2 separate regions of the Danio rerio genome follow, and region 1 is linked to region 2. A link is a contact called in public Micro-C data. All regions are on one chromosome and are shown on one strand. The core of a region is the stretch at or near the end of the contact, and the rest is flanking DNA. Distances in the headings are between cores, read along the strand shown. Region 1 overlaps gpc5c (glypican 5c). Region 2 holds the start of gpc5c (glypican 5c).

Region 1 (6,914 bases), core at 1,133-3,632, 140 kb after region 2:
GCTCATTCACTAAAAGCACAGCTAAACAGATCATCATCACGAATTTGCATTTGATCCATTGTTTCCCAATATTGTAAATCCATGTAAATATATTTGTGTTGCCAGTACATTTGTGGCTTAGATGTGGCTTCTCCACAGTGTAAAACAGCCTTAAACTGCTTTAAAATGCAGTCCGCTGTCGTTGGCCCCCCACTTGCTGTGGTTGTGATGCTGGGAAAGCGATGTTGAGGTTAGACCTCTTAGAACTTCAATTGAAAACCCCTTTAGCTTGTTTAATTGAAAGACAGGACTGTTTCCCATAGTCACCATGTTAAGCGTTAGAGTTTCCCCCATTCATTTTCAAGACAATGAAGCGATAAATTCAACAACATTACATCATCTGCTCCACTTTTTTTCTAGCTAAGTCACAAGAAGCTGTGTGCTTTCGCACAGGACAGTGCAGCCATGAATCAAAGCAGTGATGGTTCGCTGAGAAAGATGCACAGCAAACAGTGAACTGGACGGTAGAGACTCTGAGTCATCAAACAGCATCTTGGAAATCAAATAAATAGGAGAGATGGGGATCAGAAGCGAGCCCCAGAGGAGATGAAAGGGATGGGCTTTCTGACACTCTCCCCGTGGGCAGATCAGAGAGCCAGAGGAGCAGATCCTGAGAGAGAGAAGCGTCTCTCTGGGAGAAAAACTCAGAGCTCTGACCTTAAAGACGCTTCCTGTTCCTGCTTCTGCTCGCTTCATTAGTGACTGGAGGAAACAATAAGAGGATAGTCTTGCTCAAATAACCAGTTAAGAGCATGTCCAGAAGGGTTTGTGCTGGTGGACTAGCCATAACTATGCAGTCAACTAGCAAAACTTGAAGCTAGTTTGCCATAGTTTTAAGAAACCTTGGGCAAAAGCAGCATGGGAAATCCAACAGGGGCCTATTGTGAAAATGTGCCCAGGGTTACTTTTTGAGAACTTACAAATATGTGCTCGCTGGTACATATGGGTGCAGTATGTGTGTAAATTAAAAACTATGGGACGGTATGGCTTTTCCATAGTGATTGTTTTGCTTGGTAACTCACCACAAATGGTGTCAGACTTTGTACTCCAAATTGGAGTGATCTGAGGTTCAAATACAGTGAAGGATGTTTCCAGAAACCAGGTAAAACGAAACCTATAAAGCAGTGTGTGATGCTTTTTAAGCTCAAAATGGCTTTTCTATTATTGACCTTATTCTCCGCCAATGAGCGGGCGCTGCCATTAAAAAAAATTTTTTCTCGAGACTTCCGGTCTCATTCACTTCCATTCATTTTTAGACATTAAAAACTGCTCATTACGCTGCTTGATGTTGCAATTTGACATTTCTTTGTCATATTATTCTACTTGGTCTGTATAGTCATGCAAACATTTGTTTGTAGAGCAAGTAGTTTGACCGTTTTCTGCCGTTTATTATTCCGAGTCATTTCTCCCATAGGCGATTGAATCGGAAGTTCTAAGACAATCGCGAAAACAGGCGCACTTCCGCATTTTAGAATAAGGGCAATAGTTTGCTTTTGAAAACACTTTCGGTTGGATTTAGGGAAGGGGGTGGGTTGGTCAGCATCAAACTGATATAATAAGCACTATGACAAGCTGACTGTCTTTTCTTTCATATGTGCTTGAAAGGAATGTTGAGATTCCAGAAACGCCAGTCCCTGGTAGATTTATGAGAAATAGCTTGTATGAGAAAACATGCCCCTGTAACGTATTTGACATTGTTAAAAATGTACATAGCGCCCACTAATGGGTTTTTGAGAACAAAAACTGCTAGAAGACCCAGTACAGGGTGTTTTTTTCAACAGCTTCTTCTCCTCTTCAGTGTCAGTATATTGCGCACAAGCAATCTGAAAAAATTAACTGTTCAATGAAGTTGTTGTTTTTGTTTTATGTGTGCACAAAACAATTCTCATGGTTTGATAATATTCAGTTTGAGCCACTGAAGGCATACGGTCTGTTTGGAGGAGATTCATTTGGTATTTTTTCTGGACTTTGAACGATTCAGGAAGCGTACTGTCTGTGGGGGATGAGGGAGCTGACAGATTTCATTTAAAACATTTTAATTTGTGTTTCGAAGATGAACGAACATCTCAGGGGTTTGAAATAAAATGATGGCGAGTATTGCCAATAACGTAACTCACTTTTTGGGTGAACTGACCCTTTGAGTTAAGTTGAGAAGCCTTGTGAGGGCACAGCAGGTCTATTCATCTGGGAGGAGATGGAAAGAGAGTGAAACGAGGGAGGAGAAGGTAGACGTTATGAAACAAAAGCTCATATTTGTTTTCGCAGAGTAAATGAAAGGCCCGTCCCAGCGGCGTCCTTGACCTCCACCTCCACCCTGCTTTGTATGACTCAAACACTGGTGTCATCTCACTGTCTGTATAAGCTTGAGTCCTTCTCCAGACACACACACACACACACACGCACGCACACACACACACACACACGCACGCGCACACACACACACACACCGTCCTCCAGATGGGCTCCAGAAACACCATCCTGCCGCCCGACTCACTCTCTCATGACACATTCCTTTATTTCGTGAGAGTTACGACGTGGGTTTGTCCTCCTTCCTGAACGCCCCCGTTTATCCTCAGTAATTAATGATGGCAGACCAAACGTGACTCTCTTGTGTCTGTGTGGATTTAAAGTGAAGCTGAGCAGAGCTAGCAGGGATTTGAGGTTATCGCACACAGATAGGCTGCACTTCAGTTTCCCAGGAGAGAGAGAGAGAGATCATATTTATTGGCACTCGTAGAGGACAGCATCACTCTTTCAACTGGCAACCTCCCACAGTACCCAATATCATGCAGTGACTTTTTTTCTATGACATAGCTATTTCAACGGAGTTGAACAACTATTGTATAATGCATTATTATCGTTATTATTATTATTACTATTATTATTATTATTATTATTATTATTATTATTTAACTTTATTTTATTTTTATTTATTTTATTGCGTTAGTGATATAAATATTTATTTTAATATTTAACTTAATTTCCCCGTTAAAAGTGTATAAACCTTTTAGTTATTAATTTAGCCATTTGTTTTGTTTTTCTTTAGTTTTTAAATTTTATTTAGATATAAATGTATTCTTCCTCAATTATTATAATTTTTTTATTTTATTTTAATTGTTAGTAGTGATAGTTTTTTTGTTTTACATTAGTTTTTTTTTTAGTTATTTAGTCATTTAGTTAATTATTTAATACTTTATTATTATTATTACTATTATTATTATTATTATTATTATTATTATTATTATTATTATTATTATTATTATTATATTTATTTTATTTTAATTAATGTTATTGTATTTAATTGATTAATTTTTCCATTTGTCATTTTTAAATTTCTGTATAAACCTTTTACTTATTAATTTAGTCATTTGTTTTGTTTCTTTAGTTTTTTACAATTTGTTTAGTTATTCATTTTTTTTCCTTTTATTATATTTAATTTTAATTTAATTGTTATGAGTTAATTAATTTTTTATATATATTTTTTATTACAATTTGATGTTAATTTTATTATCTGTATTATTTTATTAGTTATTTTGTCATGTAGCTGTTTATTTAATCATATTTTATTATTATTATTATTATTATTATTATTATTATTATTATTATTGTATTTAGTTTATTTTATTTTAAAGAATTGTATTGTATTTATTTAACTTGGTAATTTCCTAATTTTTGTAATGTTTAAATAAGTCTATATACACCATTCTTATTCTTGGTTTTATTTTGAATTTCTTAATAGTTTATTTATTAATTTTGTCATTTGATTTTCTTTAGGTTTTACATTTTATTAAGTGATACATTCCTTCCTCCTACAGTAATATTATTATTGTCATTATTATCCTGCTTCTTCTTCTTCTTCTTCTTTTTCTTTTTCTTCTTCTTCTTCTTCGTTTATTATTTTATTTACTTTGAATTATTTTATTGTATATTGTTAATTTCCCCATTTTTGTCATTTCCTCTATATACTTTACTCTTGTTTTTAATCCTTTTCCCTATAGTCTTAATTTTAATTTATGAGTAGTTTATTACTTTATTCATTTGTTTTCTTTTTCTCATAATTTTTTTATTTTAATTTTTGGTTAATTTTATTATCTGTATTCTTATTTTATTGGTTATTTAGTAATTTCGTTGTTTAATTTATTTTATTATTATTTTATTTTGCTTATTTGTTGTATTATTTTGTCAGAATTTTGTCACTTTTTTAATATTTTTGTTTACTTGTTCATTTAGTAATTTCACTATTTTTGTAGTTTTTAAATAAGTATATTCTTACTCCTTATTTTATTTTCTTAGTAGTTTGTTTTGTTTTCCTTAATTTTTTGCTTTGTCTATTATTATTATTATTATTATTATTATTATTATTATTATTATTATTATTATTGCCATTCTTTTTATATATTTTTTAGGTAATTATATTACCTGTATTTTTATTTTATTAGTTATTTACTCGTTTAGTTGTTTATTTAATCTTTAGTTTTAATCGTTTAGTTTATTATTATCATTATTATTATTATTATTATTATTATTATTATTATTGCCAGATTAACCACTACTACTGCCATGTTTGTTTGTTGGTTTTTTAACTTTAATTTATTTAATAACTTTAAATGTATTTATATATTTATTATTTATCTAAAGTAAACTTCTTATTCAGATATATCTGTTGTTTTTGCTTCTGTTCAGCAAGCCCTGGGTGTGTGGTATAATTGTAGGTGGAATAAATATCTGTGTGTGCATCAGCCAGCTGTTTGCCTGATCTCCATGTGCCATTCGTCATGTGTGTCCCTGTTATGCTCACAGTTTATGCTCATTCGTTCACATGAACAGAAATAGCGCAATGGTGTGTGGTCTTGTAATCTTCAAACCACATTCTCTCTGTTTGGATCAAAGAAAAAAGGTTCTTAAGGTCTGTATGTATATGTGCACGTAAATATAGCATGCTTTTATATCATATAAAAGGCCTCTGGGTGGATTTTTGTGCCTGCAGATTCAGCAAATTTAAAAAAATGTGGATTTTACCGTGTAAATTAATGACTCCATTACCCACAATACATGCAGAGAAGCACATGTCGTGAGGAATTTTTCCAGACCTGAAAGCAATTAGAAGAGATTTGCGGACCGCCTTTCCCACAATTACCGTTACGCACCACACAAATCACTTCATCTTAACGAATTCAAGAATTATTGGATGATCTTCAGCAGACCGCATTCTTTAAAAAGCCATCTCGCTGGTGATATTACTGTCTGTGAATGTTCCTATAGCCTTATTTTCCATTAGAAACCACATTTTGACATGAATGACATTACTTTATCATATTAATTTAGTAATTATATTTCAATTGGAACTAACATTTTTCAAACTAGTTTTAATGTTACATACAATTATATAAAATATTTAGATATATTATATTATATTATATTATATTATATTATATTATATTATATTATATTATATTATATTATATTATATTATATTATATCATACTATATATATATATATACTATATATATATTATATTAGATGGTATGGTGGCTTTAGATGTTAAATTCAATTATATAAAATATTTAGATGAATTGAAATGTATTATATTATGTTATATTATATTATATTATATCATATGATATTTTAGTTTATATTATTTTATATTATACTATTTTATTTTATATAATATTTAAAATATTATATTATATTATATTTTATATTATTTTATCCTATATTATATTATATTATATTATATTATATTATATTATATTATATTATATTATATTATATTATATTATATTATATTTTAGTTTATATTATTTTAGTTTATATTATTTTATTTTATATAATATTTAAAATATTATATTATATTATATTATAATATTTTATTATATAATTTAATTTTATTAAATATTAAATATTACATTTTATATTATTAAATTTTTATATTATATTATGTTATTTTATATTTTATTATATATATTTTTATTATATTATATTATATTATATTATATTATATTATATATTACATTTTATGATATAATATTTTTTTATATTATATTATATTTTATATCTTTTATATTATATTATGTTATTTTATATTTTATTATATGTATTTTATTATATATTATTAAATTACATTATATTATATTATATTATATTATATTATATTATATTATTTGATATAATGTTATTTAATATTCTATTGTATTCTTTTCTATTATGTTATATTATATCAGTGATTTTCAAACTGTGGACTCACTGAATAATAAAAGAAAAAAAAAAAAACACTTTCAACTCTTTGACACATACAATAGCACCGATTTGATCAGCATTGGCTGTTCCCTGAATTGTACAATCACACTGCTGTACTTAAAATGTTTAGTGCATCATGTCATCAGCTGCTAAAAATCAATCCACTTGGCGCAGAGCCTGAGGAAAAGTTGCACAACGATCGTGGAAAAAAGGCACATAACTGGTCCGCAGCATGTCTATGCAAGATTAAAATCAAAGAGATGCTGCATCATTGATAAAATAATTGTAAATGTTTTGTAAATAGCAGCATGGCTTTCGATTTAGTCTGTTGCCTCAGATTTAGGCTAATTAATCTGAATGTAATTCAGATGGCGTGTGACACAGAACATAGACTCAAGCAGCTTTGTCATGCTTGAAGCAAAGAAGTGAATATAACTAAAGTCAGTCTATGTGTATACAGATTAAGGAACCTTGAACCTACCGGGAAAAAAATACACCAGGGCCTACATGTCTGCAAAATAGTCAACAAATCTGAAATAATTTGATTGACACACACGCACACACACCATCCTATTACTAATAGACTAAACCAGTGGTTCTCAAACTGTGGTACATGTACCACTAGTGGTACGGGGGC
Region 2 (7,246 bases), core at 4,217-6,716:
TACATTTGCACAACAGTTAATGCATTTCTCAAAACAATTAGTACAAACTTTAAAACCCAGTTGATAACCTGCAAAAGCATGTCACTTGCTCAAAAAGGATAGCTCATTCCTCAGAAGCAAGTATTGATGTCAGTGAAAGTGTCAGTGTCATCAAGATGAAAAGTCCTGACACCATTGTTTATGAACAAGATATTCAAATGGCTTTGTAATGTTTTCATATGACAGTTTACTCTAGACATTTTTTCCAATGCAAAAAGTCAGATTTTGGTGACACTTGCTGAAAATGCTCAACACAGCAGTATTTGCACAGCCATTTGAAAACTACAGTAAAGTTAGACATCACTGAATTTAGTGAGGTATCTGAGTACAAGACACTGAATATGTATGTTACAAATTTTTACTGCATTTGCTCTTTGCAATTCTAATTGACAGTTTTTCTCAATTGCTTTGGCACTTTTTTAAAACAAACTTAACATTCTATAAACTGTGAGAGCAAATCTCAAAACTGTTTGCTGGAACTTTAGAACTGTATTGCATGTCTGCAAAATGTAGTTATTCCCAAAAACATTTACATTGACTTTTGTACCCCTTCAATGTACATTTACATTGAACATTGTACCCCAACATTTCTCTCAGTCACTTTTGTTGCATTTCTCACAACACTATTTAAATTTGCACAACAGTTAATGCATTTTTCAAAACAATTAGTCATTTGTGCACATCCTAGTAGCAGTTTCTCATTCCTTCCAACAAATTGCAGATGCTTTTGGACATTTATCAATTGCTTTCATACAACTCTCTGCTGTTTATAACATTATCATTTGCTTATGTCATGTCAGTCAAAACGAACTAAACTTGTAAATGCTGAATAGTCATTCCATATAAAACTAAAAGTCCTCATTTCATTACTTGAGTCGTTACATACAAAAACGATGAACTACTTGTCAAAATCTGTCAAGCAAACTTTATAAAACAAATTTAAATCATTTAAATTTACAGACCTGTGTATGTTGTAGGTTGTGCACAGCTCTACCCAAAAAAAGTTTATGTTTGTTGTAAATAAGGATGTATTTATTCTTTTGCACAATGCTGTGAATAAATTAGAATTGCAAAAAGCAAATGCAGTAAAATGTGAAACATACATATTCAGTGTCTTGTGCTCAGATAGCACACTAAATGCAGTGATGTCTAATTTTACTGTATTTTCAAATGGCTGCTAATAGTATCTAGTGCTGTCTTGGGCATTTTCAGCAAGTGTCACCAAAATATGACTTTTTTGCATTGAAAAAATGTCCAGAGTAATCTGTCATGATAAAAACAACGAGCTATCCATTTTGAACATGTGACACGCTTTTGCAGGTTATCATCTAGGTTTTGCAGTTTGTACTAATTGTTTTGAAAAATACACTAACTGTTGTGCAGAAATGCACTGGTGTTGTGAGAAACGCACCAAAACGACTGAGAAAAACTGTAATTCATGCTCAAAACCTAGTTATTGTGTTAGTAATTTGGCCAAGGCCACCAAAACATGAAGTGTATTTGTCATTGTGTGAGCCACACTGCTCAAAATGATTAGTAGTTTTTTTCACCATGACAATCAACCATGGAAATTAAGGTTTAAAAAATCTGATATTTAATGAGAAGAGTCAACATAAATAAATAAATAAATAAATAAATAAATAAATAAATAAATAAATAAATAAATAAAGAAAGAAATAAATAAATAAATAAATAAATAAATAAATAAATGAATAAATAAATAAACATTTGTATTTATACAGTACATTTATTTGGGCCCAAATGTTTTACATTTAAAGTGCAATCTTGCTTTATTTTCTTGTTACCATGCATGTTACTGCAGTTTAGGATTGTGAATGTAGTGTATCTTGTTCATCAACAGTGGTGTCACGACTTTTCATATTGATGATACTGACACTTTCACTGACATCAATACTTGCTTTGAGGACCAGGCTATTCATTTTGAGCATGTGACATGCTTTTGCGGGTTATCAACTAGGTTTTGCAGATTGTACTAAATGTTTTGGGAAATGCATTAACTGTTGTGCAAATGTAAGTAGTGTTGTGAGAAATGTACCAAAGTCTGTAATAAGAACTGTAACAATAAGAGTGCATTTATTTTGTCTTTGGTCTGTTATAGCAGAATAAAGAAACACATAGCCTAACCCAAATACAGCTAAACACATTATGCAGGTCATGTAGGGTTTAATAACAGATGACCACTAGAGGGAGACAACTCATCACGAAAACATCACATCATGATTTCTGACTAAACAGATTAATCAGCCGCCAAATCAGTTTTACAGTTTTTCTAGTTTGCTTTGACCTGGTTAAAGAAACTAGGTACCTCTTCATTTTCATTATCACTATCCCAGCAGAGCAGAGGACAGGTCTTGCAAATGTGTAAACCCTTTCTCATTGGGTTGACACATTTTCCCTACCATTTTTCCAAACAGTTAACACAGATGTCATTCAAGCAGTCCAAACTCCATTGTTTTAGTTTTGGTAACCAAACAGAATCCATCTATTCCTAACTATTAAAAGCTACCAACATCAGTGTGAAATCACTGAAGCACCGGTTTGACACTCCTTCACACAAATCTTCAATTAGCCATCATTCTGCAAACCTTATATAAACGATGGAAGGTCTGTGTTGTTCTGTGCCAGCATTGATGGAGGAGGTCAGTATGGCTATGTCCTATACTCCCAATAGTTTTGACTGTATATTAGTTTACTTGTGTTTTCTCTAATATTTACAGTATTTTATTACTTTTGTCTGTTTTTTTTATTTACAGTATTTCAGTTTTCAGCCACAGTTTGAAAAATGTCATGAATTCAATATATATTCAATCAAAGCACATCTTATTCTTGATCCAATTCTTTGCAAAAAGGCGAATTTGACAGCCCAAAATAGAGACAACAAATGCCATTGGCTATAAGCTACAATGGCAAGCAATGGTGGTGCATTTTGAGTTCTGTATTTTGTATTTTGTTGTGCATTGTGTAATGATTAAATGAAAGAGCTCTTATACTTGTTTGCAAGTTGTGTTGTTTGAAGGTAAAACTAGCTGTTGTTGCATATGTTAAATGTTTTGACATGATATGTGCCTTTTGCAAGCAAAATGTGTCATTTTGACCATGAGTGCCACAGTTTAGGCCTGTGTGTTAACTGTTTTGAAAATGTGGAGTTTCAGTTGACAACTGCATCCAAGCAATCGAGAAAAACTGTAATCAGCCGCCAAATCAGTTTTACAGTTTTTCTAGTTTGCTTTGACCTGGTTAAAGAAACTAGGTACCTCTTCATTTTCATTATCACTATCCCAGCAGAGCAGAGGACAGGTCTTGCAAATGTGTAAACCCTTTCTCATTGGGTTGACACATTTTCCCTACCATTTTTCCAAACAGTTAACACAGATGTCATTCAAGCAGTCCAAACTCCATTGTTTTAGTTTTGGTAACCAAACAGAATCCATCTATTCCTAACTATTAAAAACTACCAACATCAGTATGAAATCACTGAAGCACCGGTTTGACACTCCTTCACACAAATCTTCAATTAGCCATCATTCTGCAAACCTTATATAAACGATGGAAGGTCTGTGTTGTTCTGTGCCAGCATTGATGGAGGAGGTCAATATGGCTGTCCTATACTGTTGTTGCATATGTTAAATGTTTTGACACGATATGTGCCTTTTGCAAGCAAAATGTGTCATTTTGACCATGAGTGCCGCAGTTTAGGCCTGTGTGTTAACTGTTTTGAAAATGTGGAGTTTCAGTTGACAACTGCATCCAAGCAATCGAGAAAAACTGTAATACTAGTCTTATTTAAAGAGTTAGCCTAGTGGTTTAAGTGGATTGTTTAATTTTTAAACTAGCAGAACGAATTTGCTCAGTAAACCGCCTTTGGGCGTAAAAAAACGTTAGAAAACAATGAACATTGTTTGCAGGTAATGAAAAAGTTGTAATTGGATTTTTAAAAAAGTATAATAACCAATCACAATCGCCAACAGATCCTAATAGAAACTCATCGGCCAATAGGAACCATTGTTTCAAAAACTTACGAGTTCGCCAGCATTAGCCTCGTTAGCGCAGTAGGTAGCGCGTCAGTCTCATAATCTGAAGGTCGTGAGTTCGATCCTCACACGGGGCAGTTGCGTTTTGTCAGGACGAAATTGTTAGGATTAGGAACAAGAATAGTGAATCTACTGTATATAGTCATAGCGATATTGGGACCAGTCTATGGTTAGGCGTCAACAGAAAAACAGGTTAGTGTTAAAACTAATGCCGGGCAAAGATTAATCGCATCCAAAATAAAAGTTTGTTTTGACATAATAATAATAATAATAATATGTGTGTGTTCTAATAATGTTTCTATATATACATATGTTTATGAATTTAATATTTTTAACTATATTAACATTTTATATATGTATAATGTATTTGTCAAAACAAATTTTTATTTCGGATGCGATAGATTTTTGCCCAGTACAAGTTCACAGGGTCTTGTTTTCTAGTCTAATACACACAGCTCTACTTAATGTTGTATATGTCATAATTTCATAATAATTATTTTCTGTGTCTAGGTTACAGTTAAGTTAAAACTTTAAAATATTTTAACTTGAAAATTTGGAAAGAGACCCAAAGACCCAAACTTAAAAAAAACTTACAAACATAAGACTTACAAAAACTTAAAAAAATATTCATATTTTATATTTTAAGCTGTTAATAAAAACAACAAAAGAAACTCTAAAATAATTTTTAAAATAATTTTATTCTAAAATAAAACACTCGATGCGTTTAGATGCAGTGGCAATTATTTATTTATTAACATTATTTATTTATTATCATTATTTATTTATTTATTAACATTATTTATGTATTTATTTTTTATCATTTTTCTATTTATTATTATCATTATTTTTATGTATTTATTTATTATCATTAATTATTTATTTATTATCATTATTTACAAATTTATTTATTATCATTATTTACTAATTTAGTTATTCTCATTTTTATTTATTTTCATTATTTATGTATTTATTTATTATATTTATTTATTTATTATCATTATTTATTTATTTATATATTTATTTATTTATTATCATTATTTATTTATTTCTGTATTCGTTTGTTTATTATCGTTATTTATTTACTTATTTACTAACCTGGTGATATTTGTTTGCCAGATTTTGTACCCCATATGTAATTATTTTGTTTACTTTTTAAAAATATATCTTATCTTTTTATTACATTTGGCTCTTTCAGTGCTTTGCAATCATTGTAGTATTGTAAATCCTGATAGTCAAGTAAATCTTTGATGACAGACTGAGCAAGAGTGTGTGTGTGCGCGCGCGTGCGATTGTGTGTGTGTGTGTGTGTGTGTGTGTGAGAGAGAGAGAGAGAGAGAGAGAGAGAGAGATTTCTGAATGATTCCACATGCTGAATGAAAGTGACACTCTCCGTGAACGGGACGCAGCGGCGGCTCTTCTCCAGTCTGGCTTTGGGAAGGAAGGACTCAATACAGCCGGTGCAGCATGTGAAAGTTCAACACGGGCGACTTCCTCTTTTCCTTTTTTTTTTACACATTTTGCAGTCAGTCTCAGATCATTAAGCATTTCCACGGCACTGATTTCTCCACTGAAATGCCGTCATGTCACGCGTGAATGTCAGCTGGATTATTACGGTGCTCGCGGTGGAGCTCGCGACACTGTCCACCACGCGCGCTCACAGCTGTCACGAGGTGAAAACAGCGTTTCAGGTGCGCCAGATCGGCCAGCTGAAGTGGGTTCCTGAAACACCTGCTACAGGTGAGTCTGAACGCCGTGGATAATCGTCTCATCTAGATCAACAACCGTTTTTTTTTTTTGGTAAAGGAGATTGATGATTGATTTACCATGGTAAAGTCAGTTGCATCCGAAATATCTTTTCTACTGCTATACCTGTTTGTCTCGTAAAAGCTTATGTCATTACTTTAACCTTACTACTTTTGAAGTAAAAATATACCAATCTAGTTTATTTGGTTATTTTCAATATTTTACTTTACTACATCCTGAAATGTAAATCTATATAGGCTATATTAGCCTATTACATACATCAAAACTACATTTATATAGACCGTTTCAATTTGGGGTTGTCATTGGCCCATGAACATTTCCTGCTTATCATCAAACTATTTCTTAACTGTAACAAGAGGCAATTCAATCATAATGTTAAAACAGATGTTATGGCATTATTTATCAATATGTGTCTCTTTTTAGATTCTCGGAAGCTATAGAAATTAATATGTAAAACAGGAAATACATTGGGACCATTTTTAAATTTTTTTTTATTTACATCCCTCAAAATGGGCTGTTGGGTAAAAAAAGTATTTTATGAAAGATCTAAAGTATTATCTGAGTCGTATGCATTTTATTAAATTTTTTATAACATTTAGTTTAGTTTATTTTAAATGTTTTTTTTATATATTGTGTGATTTTATTTTTTATTTAAATATTTCAAAGACCACCCAGCACTGCTTTGCCCCCCCCCGATCTTTTGAAAACCACTAGGCTATAAGATATTTGTCTGAAGCTGTTTGCTTTGGTAAATCTTTTCATTGTTGCAATGCAGCACCCGGGTGCTGTGGCTGCTGTACTGGCTCAGGGTATATTTCATACTATTTTCTCTTGTTAAAATATATTTATTGTTTGTCTGTTTAGTAACTAAGAAACAGAAATGTGCGCACATCTAGGAATCTTAAAGGCAGGTGCTCAATTAAAATCAAACACAATAGCAAAACATCAAAAGAAAATCTGTACACTGCCACTTTACCTCTCCCAAAATTTTTTTTAATGTCAAAACCTTTCGACCTACATGGTCATTTTCAGGTTAAACATCTATTTATATTGCACATTTAAGGCAAAAAAAGATGCCCGAAGAGCTTCAAAATCTCCAACAAAAGCTGCAAAATAGCAAAAAAAAAAAAAAAAAAAAAAAAGATTGAAAAAAGCTTTTTTTTAAAAAAAAGTATGTTTAGTGTTTATTGACCAAAACAAGCTTAAAGATGTGTAGTTGGGTTTCTTAAGTACAATTTAACCTCAAGGAGTGGCTTTTAGGGTGCTTTTATACTAGCACTTCTGGTCCACACCTGGGTTCGTTTGACATCAGAGTATACGTTTAGCTAGTGTGAACGCGTCTTCTGAACTCGGGTAAGCACCCAAGTTCGCCGGACAGAATTGGTCTGGGG

Evidence for each region. Hi-C and Micro-C count contacts between places; a contact is called where the count stands out from the background.
Region 1: a Micro-C map of caudal fin shows a contact between it and region 2, with 7 times the contacts expected there. The contact joins the enhancer-like site here to the promoter of gpc5c in region 2. A contact is called at or near these places in 2 of 18 Hi-C or Micro-C datasets (caudal fin and an unstated tissue) and 1 of 4 datasets of contacts at active chromatin or transcription factors (caudal fin).

The regions. Positions count from the first base shown.
Region 1 is chr2:49,059,734-49,066,647 of GRCz12tu, forward strand. The region is part of intron 5 of gpc5c (glypican 5c); the gene reads left to right. Among named protein-coding and RNA genes, the nearest start is that of gpc5c, 140 kb to the left of the region's middle. Within about 2 kb of position 2,383, at least 11 of the 62 cell types and tissues checked have an H3K27ac peak or open chromatin away from gene starts, as enhancers often do.
Region 2 is chr2:48,921,553-48,928,798 of GRCz12tu, forward strand. gpc5c (glypican 5c) reads left to right here and starts at 5,467. Exons shown (of 8, transcript XM_005171431.6): 1 at 5,467-5,828. The coding sequence starts at 5,672. It overlaps trnam-cau (transfer RNA methionine (anticodon CAU)), which reads left to right and starts at 4,096; the gene lies at 4,096-4,168.